Regions from separate parts of the Mus musculus genome. Here all the other regions are linked to region 3. Evidence: chromatin contacts called from public HiChIP or PLAC-seq and promoter capture Hi-C data. All regions are on one chromosome and are shown on one strand. Each heading gives the region's core, a stretch centred on a gene start, on an enhancer-like site or on the middle of the called end of the contact. The rest is flanking DNA. Distances are from core to core; before and after follow the strand shown. Region 1 overlaps Poc1b (POC1 centriolar protein B). Region 2 has its middle 11 kb from the start of Gm34777. Region 3 holds the start of Cep290 (centrosomal protein 290).

What was found. Promoter capture Hi-C pulls out the DNA fragments that hold promoters and counts their contacts. HiChIP or PLAC-seq counts read pairs in DNA pulled down with a chosen protein or histone mark.
Region 1: a contact with region 3 is called in an H3K27ac HiChIP or PLAC-seq map of large pre-B cells, with 4 times the contacts expected there. The contact joins the enhancer-like site here to the promoter of Cep290 in region 3. A contact is called at or near these places in 5 of 39 promoter capture datasets (the C10 cell line, cranial neural crest, liver and 1 more), 2 of 115 datasets of contacts at active chromatin or transcription factors (embryonic forebrain and large pre-B cells) and 1 of 9 other capture datasets (adipose tissue).
Region 2: a promoter capture Hi-C map of cranial neural crest shows a contact between it and region 3. The contact joins the enhancer-like site here to the promoter of Cep290 in region 3. A contact is called at or near these places in 6 of 39 promoter capture datasets (the 3T3-L1 cell line, the C10 cell line, cranial neural crest and 3 more) and 2 of 9 other capture datasets (adipose tissue and pancreatic islet).

Annotation. Positions count from the first base shown.
Region 1 is chr10:99,132,123-99,135,162 of GRCm38.p6, forward strand. All of the region lies in intron 4 of Poc1b (POC1 centriolar protein B), which reads left to right. Among named protein-coding and RNA genes, the nearest start is that of Galnt4, 26 kb to the left of the region's middle. Within about 2 kb of position 1,374, at least 26 of the 459 cell types and tissues checked have an H3K27ac peak or open chromatin away from gene starts, as enhancers often do.
Region 2 is chr10:99,242,832-99,245,991 of GRCm38.p6, forward strand. No RefSeq gene overlaps it. Among named protein-coding and RNA genes, the nearest start is that of Gm34777, 11 kb to the left of the region's middle. Within about 2 kb of position 1,475, at least 62 of the 459 cell types and tissues checked have an H3K27ac peak or open chromatin away from gene starts, as enhancers often do.
Region 3 is chr10:100,486,327-100,489,092 of GRCm38.p6, forward strand. Cep290 (centrosomal protein 290) reads left to right here and starts at 1,256. Exons shown (of 54, transcript NM_146009.3): 1 at 1,256-1,426; 2 at 1,953-2,082; 3 at 2,236-2,313. The coding sequence starts at 1,981. It overlaps Tmtc3 (transmembrane and tetratricopeptide repeat containing 3), which reads right to left and starts at 1,021. Exons shown (of 14, transcript NM_001110013.1): 1 at 836-1,021.

The DNA.
Region 1 (3,040 bases), core at 124-2,623, 1.4 Mb before region 3:
GCACCATACACACACACACATGTGCATGCACACTCACACATGCTCTCTCTCCCTCACACACACACCTACCTCTGCACTTGTCACTGCTTCTGTAAAAGGCAGATCTAACCATGCTGTTTCCCAGCCTGGACCCGTGGGTGGCTCCTTAGCCAGGCTCATGTTTTCCTTCTGTGACAAACTGTCACTCTTTGTCCCTTTCACCATTCAGTTGCCTTCGCACAGCTGTGCAGGGCTCCTCCACAGCACAGCTGAATCCTGAGTCTCTGCACCTGCTGCAAGCCTTCCCCTCTGATCCTGCTCTGCGGGGCTTTCTGCAACAGCTGGAGCCTGCTGCTGTCCCAGTGCCCCGGAAGTCTTTTAGCATAAGGTCTCCTCCCCTGTTAGACTTAAGAGTTACAAGTATTTTAGCTTGCTGCGCTGTCTTGCCAGGCGCTGTTCCAAATTCTGTTGTGGGTATAAGAGGAGCAGAAACAGGGCAACCCTGTGCTGGCAGGGCCTCTTCTGCCTAGGGAGACAAATAGCAAATACATTAAAACACACACACACACACACACACACACACACACACACACACCAGGTTGGAGAAGTCATAGTTACTAATTTGACTTTGGAGCCCAAGCCCGACTGAGCAGAGGAAGCTAGTGACACGGGTACCTGGACAGGGCATTTGAAAAGTTCCCCTGCAGTGCAAGGACCACGGTCTTTAGGGCTAAGGAGGGCTCAGAATAATTGCCCAGAAATGTGGTGGGCTAAGTCAAGTGTAGGCAGATGCTGATCTGTGCTCTCAGCTAACTTTGGTGGCAGGATTTGAGAGTTTCTTTGTGACAAGGTTGTTTCCGTGAGCCTTTAATAGAAACTCCCCCTATCTATCATGTGTGCGTGTTAGCCAAGGATTTACACAGCTCCACCTGTTCCTGGAACCTTTGGCCGAGTCCTGCTCAGACCAACCGTGTTTCCTCACACACCCAACTGTGGTGGATTACCTTGGCTTGCTGGTACCTGCGGCTCTGAGGGACCTTCAACACCGCTTGCTTTCATGCTACTTGGGGTGACTAGTGGAACCGCATGGCCCTCCCCACCCCGAGGAATAGTCCTTGGTAAATAATCTGGTGAAAGTTAATGGATTTCACCTCAGGGCAACTTTCCATGTGCCTGCTCTCCAGCACTCTTGCAGTCTTTTTATACCCGTTTTTAAATGTTGGATCATCTTATTGCCGTTAGAACAGAAATGTTAAGAGGAATGTCTAGGTGGCCATTGAGTCCCTGACTGCTCAGGATATCTTGTTTGAGAACCCAGCCTTGACGAGATTGTCCTAAAGCAGAACTGAAAAGGTCTCTATGGCTTAAGGTCCTTATTTCGGTCTGTTGAGGAGCGAGAGCGCGGCAGGAACTGAGTTGTGCTTAAACACTGAGCAGAGCCCGAACGGAAGCAGCTTACGGAGTTCTAATGGCGGGCGCTGCCAGCTGCCAAAGGCTCTAGACCTTTCGCAGGCCTTCCTTAGGGCCTTCTTTGCCAACAATGTCAGAATACTGTACAGAAGGTTGCTTACTGAACCCTGGACTAAAGCAAGAGGGGTTCATTGGGAAAGTCTCCAAGAACAGTTTTCTCGTTCAGAGAGTGAGCCTCTTATGTGTCCATGCCAAGGACACAGAATCATCGGCTCCACTGGTCGGCTAAGCCTGTAGCCAGGGTGCAGACACGCTGGCTGCTACTGCTCTTTGCCTCTTGCTGTTGCTGGGCACCTTCTTCCTGTTGAAGTCGACTCCCCCCTCAGGGATGCAGTACCATCAGCAGGTTTGAGTAGACAGACGACACAGAGCCATTACAAGAAGGAAGCATGTGACCCCAGGCATACAACTTAACCTTTCTGGGCCTCAGTCTACTCTCGAATAGAATGAATACAGTTGGGGTAGTTCCTTCATATAGTGTGAATCAGCAAGTGACAGCCATCAATTGCCCTTGTGTTCCATGACTTCTTCCTGGAGCTATACCGGAGTCACTTTTATGTGATACTCAAGTCGTTATGTATAATTTGGGTGAATGCAATGAAGGTAGTAACGGTCATCTATTTAATGTATTTTATGTACTGGACTACCAAAGGTCATTTTATTTCTAAGTAGTTATACCTGCAATTTTTGCATTTTTTAATCTTGTTTTGTTTTGAAACGGTTCTCACTATGTGCCCAGATTGGCCTTAAATTCACGCTCGTCCTGCCTCAGCCTACCTGGTGCTGAGATTGTAAGGATGGGTCATCGTGCACAGCTGGAATCTCTCCTTGCCAGTTTCAGATCACGCTGTACATGCTAGTGAGTGGTCCTGTGATTAGCCGAGCGCCCTGCCAAGGTATTTATTTCCTTATTACGTTGATTTCACTTATTTCCTGCTCTCCTTTCAGCTGAATATTGCTTGTCTCCCACATTTCTTCCCTCCTTTATTGACATTTTGGATTTACTCTGTTATTTTTGTGTTCCTTGGTAATATCTAGAAGTTGATTATACATCCTTTTTTTTTTTTTTCTTCAAGACAGGGTTTCTCTGAGTAACCCTGGTTGTCCTGGAACTCACTCTGTAGACCAGGTTGGCCTTGAACTCAGAAATCTGCCTGCCTCTGCCTCCCAAGTGTGGGATTAAAGGCGTGCACCACCGCTGCCTAGCCCTGATTATGCATCCTTAACACCATCTATTATATATAACATTTTATTTTACAACATTTTAGACAAAATGTTAGAACTTACTAAGTATATCCCCATTCCCCCACCTTTTGACAATTTTACTTGTTCACATGGTAAAAACCTGGGTTGTTCAGCAGCTGGTTTTCTCTGAAAGTAAGTAAGAAAAAGTGCTTCTACATTTTGTGTCTGTATTTCCAGTTCCAGCATAATTTACTTATTTGAATAGATCCCAGTTTCCATCTGCTGTCATTTCTTGAGCTTGAAAAATGTCATTTATCATGTCCCATATTGCCATTCTCCTGGTTGTGACTCCCCTCGCTTTTCGTTCCACGTTTATAAAGGATGCTTATTCAGAGATATATAATCA
Region 2 (3,160 bases), core at 225-2,724, 1.2 Mb before region 3:
AAGTTCTGCATGCTGGCGCACAAGTACTGACCAGAAAGCACACTAGAGTTAGCTCCCCAATGTACGCACGCAGGCAACCGGAGTCATTTTGTTTGAATAGCTGGACTAAATTTCGAGAGCTCACAGCAGCGGAGAGTTGGAAAGATCCTGTCTCAGAAGGCTTCATTTTGCCCTTTCTTTCTTTCATTTAAATTCCCAGATGCCATTCACATATACGCTAGAGAAAAGGCCGTAATTATTTTACTTCTACATGGATGTACTCATTTAACGAGTGTCTTGACTGCTTTCTCTCTATTTCTGCCATTACCATCTGGCCTCCAGACGAATATCACAGCACACAGGTATGCAGAAGTGTTTTTGTCCTGTTCTCCTTAAGGTGATAGGTATTTTGATAAAATGCGTTTCTAGAGTTTGGGATATGTCTTAGCACAAGCTATTATTCGTGACTTGGAAACCAAGTGCTGTGGTTTAAAACTTATTTGACTAATGGACAGCTTAAAAGACACTCTTAAGGGACCGAGGAGATGGCTTGCTGTATATGCGTGAACTTCTCAGTGTGGGTCCAAGCACCCACATTAAAAACAAAAAACAAAAAACAGGAATAGCAAAGTGCATCTGTGTCCCAGAAATGTATCAGCAGAGACAGGGGCACCCCTGGGCCTTGCTGGCTGGCTGGTCTTGCCAAATAGATGAGCTTCAAGTACAGTGAGAAACTTAGTCTCAAAAACAAGGTGGAGAGGAATAAACTACATGACATCTACCCTCGGCCTCCACATGTACACATTCATGCCCAGCTACGTTTAATGACAAATAATAAGCATCGTCTGATTAAGTCTCCATAAACTCAGCACACAAATCAATAAGCAGGGCTGTAGAAGACATTTCCTAAGTTGTACATCACGATCGTAAATCCTGCTAAGAGTAGAATTTCCACCCCCATCGTCATTATGATGTAGTGACTTTCTAGCTGAAGAATCTTTCAGACTGATCCCACAAAGACACTCATTGTCAGCCCTTAATTATTTTTTTTTTATAGTTTCAGTGCATGACTAAAACAGACCAGTGTTTGTGCTTCTCGAACTTTCTTAGCTTCCCGTAAACCCTGAGCCTTAGCAGTTTCCCAAGTGACCAGAGGAGAGAGTGGGGCTTGGCCTGCAGTTGTAGGAGCCTTGAAGGCTTCAGGACACAGGTGTGGCAAGAATGGGCCTGCATACCTCACACATTATGGCTGCTTCCCTCTCTCCCTCCCTCCCTTCTCCTACAGGCACCTCCGTGAGACCTGTAATCTTGCTTCTCCACCCTCTGTCTTAAGTGGCTGAGTAACAACCCAAAAGTATAGGGAAGTTAACATTTAAATCAAGGGATCAGAGTTCAAGAAGAAAATTCTCTTCTTTCCTTTCTCTATTACTCCTTCCCAAACTCCACAGGTCGTCAAGGTAACTCTCCGGACTGACACAGCCATGACTGTGTTTGCTTACAGAGTTACAGGATCAGGTCCTCTATGTCCCCACCCAGCATTTTTATTCCTGCCTCACCTCTCTCTTGTACTTTACAGCCTTGGAAGTTCACCTCCCAGTGTAGCCTAAGGCTTTTATTTTCCAGAATGTTTGCATAGAATTATATGCATCTATATCTATCTCCCTTCAACTTGGCTTCTTGACAACAGTCGGGGTTTTTGTTTGTTTGTTTGTTTGTTTGTTTTTACTGATGATGTGGATGTTGATCAATCTAGAATCCTTATTAAGGTGAGGCAGAGTTGATTCAGGGAAATTGTCTCTGTGTCAAGGATTTGACTCTCATCTAATTTATCTGGGACTTTAATCTCATTGGCCTGAGTTTAAGCCCAGTGCCTAGGACATGTTTATTTACCATGTGTGGAGCCCAGGGATTAATGTCTGTCACCAAAAGAAGAAAAGTCAAATATGTTTGTATGCTAGCAGATAATTCATTGCTTCAGTCGTTTCTGGCTAGTCTGGCCTAGTGGAGCTCCTTACAGAAGCCCCAGCCGCAGTGCTGACAAACACACTTGCCTCCCTCTGTATAACCGCTGCATAGGAGGCTGGCTGCTTCTCTAGTAGTGACCCCCACCCACTTCTGTCCTCAGACAAATCTGGCCAATGTAGTATTTAAAAGCTTTCTCACTCAGGAATCTTCCCTTTCCACTTTGTGTATATTTCAGCTGGCAAACGAAAGATGATATGTAGGGATTGTAAACAGACACTTAAAACCTTCCCGGAAGCAAAGGGACTCCTCCCCCCCCCCACTCCCTTCTAAATGGGCGAGATGGTATCTTTATTTTCTTGAGGGTAGAGGGGGAGAATTAAGGCCCTCGGATACCTGAAGTATCACTTTCTCTTTCCTACACCCACTAAGGAGGAACCAGTGATTCAGGTTGGAACATTAATGATCTTAACTTAAGAACTTAAATCCCTCAGTACTCTTGGAAAGAATAATCTACAACTGAGACATAGTTTACGATGAACTTTGAAATAAGACAAATAAACCCGACAGAGAATCTAAAGGATAAGGATACTCTCCATTGCAATTTGATATTGGAAAGAGAAAGGAAAAGCCAGCCATTGGATTATGTCTTAAAGTGTCCTTGAAGATAGTTGAATAACTCTACCTTTATTTTTTCCTCTGTGAAACTAATGGTTGATTCATGGTATTTAAATCTGCTGGCTATAAGGAACATACCACTATGGTTACCTATTAAGGTATAAAAATAATATTAAAAATCCACTTAGAAATAGGTAAAGAATAGGAGTAGGTAGCTCAGAAGAAAGAAATTGCGTTTGTTTTTCTGTTTGCTGGTTGAACCCAGACAGGGCTAGGTAAGTGCTCTGCAGCTGAGCTACAGTCCCAGCAGAGGAAAGAAAATTCAGGCAGCCTTTACGTATCTGGAAAATGCTCAACTTTCATAATATTATAATAATTTAGTAAGTCTGTTGACTTTCCACATACATGTTATGGTACCACACATGTACAGACAAATAAATAAACTAGAAAGCAAAAAAGAAAGACTGAAGGAAGATGGGCCTGGTGACAAAAAACCTGTAGTCACCATCGTTTAGACGCTGAGGCAGGAGGATTGCCAGCCTGGGCTATACAGAGTGAATTCTGAGCCAGGCCGTGTAATTTAGTGAGACCCCGACTCAAA
Region 3 (2,766 bases), core at 6-2,505:
AAAGCAAACACTGCAATCAGGCCTACAAATCTGAAGAACGTCTTTAAAATTTGTTTCAAATACCATTTTTTTGTGCTATTTGTTTTTCTCAACCGCAGAAATCTTTTCAAAAGAAAAATGTAACTGTCTACATTTTTCTTTTAATTACTTAATATCTATTATGTATGATATGTATAAGTACCTTATATATCTATCCACGTATACATACATACATACATTCATACATATATACGAGACGCACTCTTTCAAATAGATGCTTACAGCTCCTAAAGTTACCTGCTGGTGTAGAATAGCTGTGCATTTGGCAACAGTTCCCTGAGTAAGAAGATTAACATCTGAGAAGGAGAAGGCACTTTCCCCCAAGAACTCCCTTGGTACCCAGCAAATGACAGCAAAATGCCATCGCTTGGCATGGCCCTCCTCCCTCCCTCCAGCCCGGCTTAAGAGCCTTGGGCGCACTAAGGCTCCTCTTTCCTTGGCCTTCACTCCACTCTTATTAACCTAATAAGCACTACAATCCGCAAGCTGCTGCAGGAGGCTGCCCCATCTTGACGCTCCTTCTTCACTCAACCAGAGCGTGAACTCAGGGGGTGCGGTGGGGGTGGGGGCGCTCCACTTTCCCAGACACCAAGGAGGCTGGAAACTTTTATTGACTCCCCTCTTAGGGAAGCCACTAACTGGGAGCCCCTCGCACCTACCTGAGTAGCCGGAGGACTCTTTCCCAAACCTCTGCAAGATCCGCCAGCCCTTCGGCAGCCCCAAGCTAGCGCTTCCCTAAAAACGCAAAGGTTCCCTGAGCTACTCCTGGCTGTGGGTTGACACGCCCCGACCTCACCTGAGGGCGGCTCCGCCAGGAGACGGTTCAGGAAAGCTTCTGGGATGGTGGACCGGAGAAGGACTCCGCAGAAAACACAGTCATAGCCTGCCACGCTCGGACTCCGGGGCGGCCGCACCTTAGCAGCCGCTCCTCCCGCCTCCCGAGCCTTCCCCCAGCTCTTCCAGGGCGGCCGCAGACTCCCGCATTGCACGCCGGGAACGCGCCGCTCTTCCCAAAAACTTCCAATCCCAGGATGCACAGCCGCGACGCCGAACTGCACTCTGGGACGTAGAGTCCTCATCTCACGGCTCTCCCTCATCCACAGTAAGGAGGGCTTGGAGGGGAAATAGAGCCGTAAAGCTTTTTCCAGGGTCGTGAAATGTAGTCTTCCCAGGTATCCCGGGGCCTAGTTCCGGTCTTGGCAGGCTGGGGGGCGGGGAGTGGTGTCGCCTAGCAGCCGGCGCCGCTTCGGCTCGGTCGGGAAGAGTTGGCGGGAGCAGCCTGAGTGCGCGAGGACCGCTCTGGGAAGCGTGAGGCCGGGGCGGTGGCCGAACCCGGAGGTGGTCGCTGTAGATGAGTGACTGCTGCTGGTGGCAGGTCTTGGTTTCGGTGGGTGGATCCTCGTGAGCCGGAGCCGCTTAGTGTCGTTCACAGGATCGTAATCCCGAGGGACAGGGTGCAGCCCTACCTATCCAGACCTCTGTCGCTCTTGTCTGCAGTGTCGTCTCGGCCTCCCTGATTGAGCTTGATTCCGCAAACACTTCATTTAGCTCAGTCTTTTTATCTACTTTAAAAATCCTCTGGTCCCCTTTCCTCAGAAGGTTTTCAAAAACTTCCAAACATCTTGGGAGTTGGTACCATCATTGATGGTAGGGGACTTGGAAAAGGGGCCTCGGGGTTTTAGCTCCGAATTCGTCTTAGCAAGAAAATAATAATTTAGCGTGTACATTATCGTATAGCCTGTGTCAGGGGAACTAATTTTCGTCGAGGCTGTTTGCCTCTGCATCTGTTTTGCAGTTCAGGAGCCATAGCTCTTAGCCAGCACCTAGAGAGTTAAGTAAGACCGCTCATGATCATGTAAACACTGCAAGGCCATTTTCCTTGAAAATGCTAAAATCCACCTGCTTCTTTGTAGAGGCTGAGAGACAGTGAAAGAATTCAAGATGCCACCTAATATAAAGTGGAAAGAATTAATCAAAGTTGATCCAGATGACCTGCCACGGCAAGAAGAGTTAGCAGATAAATTATTGATATCTTTATCCAAGGTACTTAATAAATGATTTGTACACAGAGCCTGATGTACAATGTCATGAATTGAAATTGCTTCTTGAAATCATTGAATGCTATAACTGGAAGAGTGCTTGTATTTAATGTGCAGGGTATGAAATAGTCCATTTTTTGTGTGTTTGTTTCCTTAGGTGGAAGTAAATGAACTAAAAAATGAAGACCAAGAAAACATGATACATCTATTCAGAATTACCCAGTCTCTAATGAAGGTTTGTAGGAAAGAGTGTGTAGGAAAAGAAATATTTTTTAGGAGAAACATAAAGAGTCATAAAGAATCATATGGTCAAATAAAATACAAAATCTCTCCCCTATAAGCTATACATGAAATGATAAGAGGATTCTAGATTCTTCATAAATAAATACTGAGAAAGAATATGTATTCTTTACATTAAGGTAAAAGCATATAGAAAAATATTTGGGGCCAGTAATTTGGGATATACTGTTCAAGAGTTTGAGAGTATATTTTGGTTATCAGCATTTTAGAAGGGAATAAAGGTTTTTAAATCATACTTGGTAAAGAAATGTACTTATGAAGGCAACATTAAATGTGTTGTATAGACTGAAGGGATGAGAGCTGATTAGTTCCAATTATAAGAAGGAATTACTAAATTTATTAATAATAACAATTGGGATAGTAAAAAAGATATTGAAAACATTTTAAG